Linked DNA regions of Mus musculus: region 1 is linked to region 2. The links are chromatin contacts, called in public promoter capture Hi-C maps. All regions are on one chromosome and are shown on one strand. Each heading gives the region's core, a stretch centred on a gene start, on an enhancer-like site or on the middle of the called end of the contact. The rest is flanking DNA. Distances are from core to core; before and after follow the strand shown.

Region 1 (2,721 bases), core at 210-2,709, 180 kb before region 2:
GACTTTTAAACTGGACCCTAGGTGTTAGCATTCCTCTAGGCTCTGCCCAACAATTACCTGGCAATAGGCAGGTAGGCCTGGCTTTCGATAAAAAGGCCCCTTCTCTCAGTCCCTTCTCGCTCTCTGACTCTCTTCACTCCGTGACCCTTTTCTCCTTCTTTTCTCTTCTCCCTACCCTGGTTTCTCTCCTCTGTTCCTGGCCTTCCTCTCCTCTTCCCTGTCACTCTCTGTCTCTACTCCCTTCCCAACTCCCCTTCCGATACCCCTAAATAAACTATTTATATATATCCATTCTATGGCTGGTCCCTCAGGGAGAAAGGATGCCTCAGCATGGGCCCGCAGAGACACCCCACCCACCTCACCACCACACTCTATAAAACACAACACCTGCGTTTAATGGTAAAGTGCCGACAGTGCGTCCTTAGTCTGTTATGTGCCATGGTTATAGCAAAAGCTACACTGAAGAAGGCAGGGGAGGGCTGTCTATGGAACTATTATTGCAACTTCTCTGTAAACCTAAAGTTACTCCAAAAGTAGAGGACTACCAAGGACCAAAAAATAAAATTACTCTTTATGTGGAAACACATTTTTTAAGCCAAGAAATCTAAAGTAAATAAACTAGCTGACCTAAACCAGGAATTTAACAGGTCACAACTGAAGCTCAAGATTCACAAAGTATTATAAGGTCACATGGAACGACATGTTCCAAGTGATATTTCTCCCATCTTCATTCCTTGTGGAATTATAGCTTTCACAAACAAAGAAGTGATTAGCCTTAAGTATGTGCTAGAATAAAAGCCAGAGTTTCAGAAAAATATCTTCCTCGACAACATGGCTCACTTGTGGTAGGTTAGAGAGTGCCTGTCTACTTACAAACATATCCTCTTTTTGTTGTTCATTTATCATTCAAACATTTCCACTTAACACAGACAATGAGAACAAGAATTTCCTTCAAGTTCACTGCATTAAGAAACTATCAGCCAGCACTCGGGAGGCAGAGGCAGGCGGATTTCTGAGTTCGAGGCCAGCCTGGTCTACAGAGTGAGTTCCAGGACAGCCAGGGCTCCAGAGAAACCCTGTCTCGGAAAAAAAACAAAAAACAAAAACTATCAGAATAACCGCCTTTTATACCCCGCCCCCTCAAATGCAGTGAATAAGTGCAGCCACTCCAGATCTCTGAGAGCAAACAGCAATCTTAAAAAAAAAAAAAAAATGGTGGATTTCACCTCTGCCTGGTGTTAATTATGTTCCAAAAAGACTGGTGAGGCTTGCACGCACCAACAGTTCTCTCCATATGTCACAGCAACCTCTCCTGGAATCTGCTGAGAGCTTGGCAAACATTATCACTGTGCATATTTTACAGCACATTGTGAATGAAGAAGTTTGCAGGAGACAAGAGCTGGGTGTTTGTTTACTGACTCACTATGCAGTGTTCCCTAAATATTCCAGAGGAAGCACATGACCATGAAATGCAGGACTGGCTCTATCTGCATTCTGTTCAAGCGCTCTGAGAGGCCAGGGAGGCTGGGAAGGGCTGAGCACAGCTCTGAGAACGCTGTGCCCTCTTATAAATGTTGATATAATATTTTTACCATTTCTAAACTAAGTTGAAAACAAGTTAAAAGGAAACTACTTTAAATGAAAGTATCCATATCAACTCTGAGACAATCATGAAAATAATTTCCTACCATACTACAATGCATCTCAAGAAAGTGCACAGGACGGCAGTTCAAAACTAAAGGAGACAATCAAGGACTCCTCAACAACTGAGGAGTGTTACTGTGTATCTTATACTGCTTTAGACGTGGAGAAGCAACAGGGAACAAATAAAACCTGACAGATCGTGTTCCTGATAAGGAGAGTACTGAGAATTAGACTTTTGTTTTAAACCCTGAGGGTCAGAGAGCTCAAGGCAGAAAACTTTCCTCTTATTTATCTGAACTGCTTTTTATCCTAAGAAACTGAATGATGACTGATACTGACACAGTCTCACCCCAGATTCAGCATCAAATCCATTCAAGCCCATACTGCCTGCCACTTCTTTAACCAAACTAAAACCAAGCTGCAAGCGTCTAACTGGCTATGGCTTGGTGGCCCACAATGTTTGGCTCACCTTCCACACTCTGGGCTCTGCCTCCCACAACCCCTCTGGCCTTCCCTCTGCACTCAGCTTTTCCACAAGGACCAGCTAAACCTTTAGGCTGAGCCTAAATCTACTATTCTTCTCCCTGCAACCTCTCCTCCTCACACACGTCCAGGACATCTGTTCCTCTTGTGGACCTTGAACTTCCTGAATGAGGACTCTAGCTGGGAGGACATCTTTTAACTTAGGTAAAGTCCAGAGCCCTTTGAAAGTATTAATTCCCCCCTACCTGAGCTGTTCTTCCTGGTGTACTGGCCCCTGGCTCCAAGTCTGCTAATCTCCACTGGCCTCTCAGCTCTCCGAATCAGCACTGCCTCTTCTGGGAAGCCCTCCTCTGCCCCCAGGCCTGATGCGCCTTCTAACCCTGTGTACAGTCTCCCTGCACAAGTGCTATTGGCCTTGCCAAGTACACTTGGCACTGGGGATATATAACAGTGCTCAATTAATATCTGTTGAAGAAAGAACTAAAGACTCAATGCGTTGCCAATTCAACTGCAAAACCTCCCATCAGAATACAGACCCCGAAAAGGAATACATTTACTTTCTACTTATTTCTCTTATAATCTTATTTTTGTTTG
Region 2 (2,892 bases), core at 183-2,682:
CAGAGACAGAATCTCTGCTAAACTTCCCTCTCTGAGAACACCCTGCCCAGGTTTGGCTGGACCCAAAGAATGTGCCCCGCCTCAGTGGTGACTGGGCGAGCCAACACATCCTGGTGGTGTGGAAGGGTGGGTGGGTGGCTAGACAGAGGGAAGCACTGGCAATAAAAGGCCAGTCGATTCTTTGTCCTGGGGAGGGAGATAAACACGTTCAAAGCTCAAAGCACCCTAGGATACGTGCCACAAGTCAGGCTTGCTATTCCGGCCTCCCAGCAGCTGCCTTTGAGAATGCTGAGGAAGAGAAAAAGGGTGTGAGGGGTGGGTCCTGAAATTCCACATACATGAGCTGGTCCTCACAGCCTTGGGGGCCCAGACAAAGCAGAGAAGGATCTTTTGTTTGCAAGGGCCCCTCCCACCATGCACTTGGCCAAATCTTTAGGAAAAGGCCAAAGGAAAAAGAAACTGAATCCAGCTTGCTTAAAGCCTCTACTTTTGACACTTATAAGAAAAAAAAAAATAGTGAATTTTATTTGGTGAGGCCCACTTTGGTTTTTGACCCAGGTCTCTCCCATGGTTTGGAACTTGTAATTAAGTTAGGCTGCCTGGATGCTTTCATGCCCAATCTTTTCACGTGGGTGCTGGTGATGAAACTCAGGTGTTTTACCACAGGGCTGTATAATATTCTCAATTCTCTCATTCTCCCACTTAGGTACAGATTTCAGGGGTGGGCCTGGGGGTGTGGCTTAGGGATAGATTGCTTGTATTAGATCGGCTCACTAATTTTTAAAAACAAAACCAACTAACCCCAAACCGGAATACTCCACCTCTCCAGTGTTGGCTTTGCAAGCTGTGAAAAACAAACCTAAGGAATAAGAAAGACTAGAACACTCATTTCCCCTCAATCCTTTCGACGTTTTTCATTCTGCTGCCCTGAGCAGCTTTGGCCGTCCTAGAACTAGCTCTGTAGACTCGAGTTGCTGGCCTCAAACTCAAGCTCCAAATGCGTCTGCCTCCTGTGCGCTGGGATTAAAGGTGTGTGTTGCCACTACCCTATGTACTGAGTTATATAACAAATACATCAAGTTGTGGCTTTTAAGGCAGCTTGAAGACCTAGAACAGGTTGCTAAGGGCTAGTGTGTGTGAGTGAGCTGGTTAGTATTTGCTCCTTGTAGTCTCCTAGCAAGCCCTCCCCTGTTAGTTGGGAGGTAGAGAGGTCGCCCAGGGTGGGCAGGGGCTACACTTTCTATTGACCACTGAATAATGACACCCTGGACTCATTAGCTTCAGCCAGGGCACAGGAAAGCCAAGCAGCCAAAGTCAGGAAGGACCTGGCCCCAGGCCCACAAGTTTCAAAGTTTTCAGGGTATTGACATAAACAATAGCCTGTTTCCATGGTAGCCAAGCCCAGGTGCAGATAAGAGCTGCCCTCTGGTTCTAGGCACTGAGAGCAACAGGTCTCCACCCCACAGGCCCTGATGTCACAGGCAGCAATTGCGGGGCTGCACCTCAAAGGTAAAACTATTATCACCTACTGGGTGCCAATCACCAGCCAGCTCACACACACTCTGACAGAGGGTGTCCGTAGAAAGTAACAAGCAAAGGACTGTTCCTAAAAATACCAGTGGGAATTCGTGGGAATCTCCCCCTCCCCCGCCAGCCAGACTCGACTCGGCCGGTTAGGACTCAGTGTTTAGACGTTAGGACACCTTACACCAAAGTCAATGTTTAGTGTACAAACGCTGCCTCCTCCAGCAAACCTAACTGGGTTGGAGGGGTTGATGAATCCCCTGGGCTTCTCTGGCAAAGCCAGCATCGCGCCAGACATGTTATGTGAGGACTCTTCAGGGAGTCCCCAGCCCTACAGAGCCCAGGAGTCTAGGCGAGGGTTTCAAGGCGCAGAGACGAAAGGGCGCATCTGCCTTACCTTCCTCCAAGCTCAGAGGTAAACAGATTATCATTCTAATATGTAGCCAGGTAAGGGGAAAAACAAAGCCAGAATACAATAGAGAAAGCAGAGCAGGGGATGCAGTTGGAGACTGCTTGCCTACAATGTACAGAGTCCAGGGCTTGATCTCAGCACAGTATACACTTTAAAAAAAGCTCAAGGTCCTAGTTGGCTACAGGGAGAGTCCCAGGCTAGCCCGGGATACAAGAGACCCTGTCACATACATATACATACCATCACTAAAAATGATGCAGGTTCCCTGCCTGAACCTCTGATCCCCACACTCCTCCCGGCCTGGAGGCCTTTCCGCCTCCATGGGTACTGCCAGCTTTTCTAGGACTCTGGTAACCCTTCTCCTCCGAGCTGCTTGCCTGTAGTGTGATGTGTAAGAACACTCATTCTTAGTCAGAAGGTATATGCCCAACTCTATCCCCATATGAGGTCTGGGCTGTATGCCTGGTGGAAACTGTACCCATGTTTGTTCTGTCATATGTAAACCGTCACCCGACCACTATAAGGATTCATAGCTGGAGGGTTAACATCAGCAATCGTTTCTCCTCGGGAGGGCAGGTGGAGGCACTCAGTACTGGGTCGAAGGGTGCAGGGGCATGTGAGAGATCCTATCTGAGAACATTTCCCAGAACACAGATTCCTGATGGTATCAGGCAAGAGGCCTGCTTAATTAAAAGCCATTGCCTCTACCTGGGCTCCATATCTAGGGTTCCTAAGAAGTCACGATGGTATCATGGCCCGCATGTTCTCTTGAGTCCCTTGCCTGAGGTTGGCCCTGGCTTCTCAGAAAAGGACCACCCTTTGCAAGAAAAGGACTGGCCCATTGTTAAATAACATCTGCACTCAAAGAGATGGTGGGTGGGGAGTGATCAGAGGCCCACACCACTGATTCCACTCCAAGAATGACAGGGAGCGTTTATGGAGCAAACATTTTATTT

What was found. Capture Hi-C pulls out chosen DNA fragments and counts their contacts.
Region 1: a promoter capture Hi-C map of adipose tissue shows a contact between it and region 2. The contact joins two enhancer-like sites. A contact is called at or near these places in 3 of 484 Hi-C or Micro-C datasets (the G1E-ER4 cell line, Th1 cells and brown adipocytes), 1 of 115 datasets of contacts at active chromatin or transcription factors (pancreatic cancer cells) and 2 of 9 other capture datasets (adipose tissue and liver).

What each region holds. Positions count from the first base shown.
Region 1 is chr14:8,134,004-8,136,724 of GRCm38.p6, reverse strand. All of the region lies in intron 4 of Pxk (PX domain containing serine/threonine kinase), which reads right to left. Among named protein-coding and RNA genes, the nearest start is that of Pxk, 37 kb to the right of the region's middle. Within about 2 kb of position 1,459, at least 84 of the 459 cell types and tissues checked have an H3K27ac peak or open chromatin away from gene starts, as enhancers often do. A contact at or near this core is called in adipose tissue and pancreatic cancer cells, where this site is marked.
Region 2 is chr14:7,951,566-7,954,457 of GRCm38.p6, reverse strand. It overlaps Flnb (filamin, beta), which reads right to left. Exons shown (of 46, transcript NM_134080.1): 46 at 2,870-2,892. Among named protein-coding and RNA genes, the nearest start is that of Gm45521, 4.3 kb to the left of the region's middle. Within about 2 kb of position 1,432, at least 118 of the 459 cell types and tissues checked have an H3K27ac peak or open chromatin away from gene starts, as enhancers often do. A contact at or near this core is called in adipose tissue and pancreatic cancer cells, where this site is marked.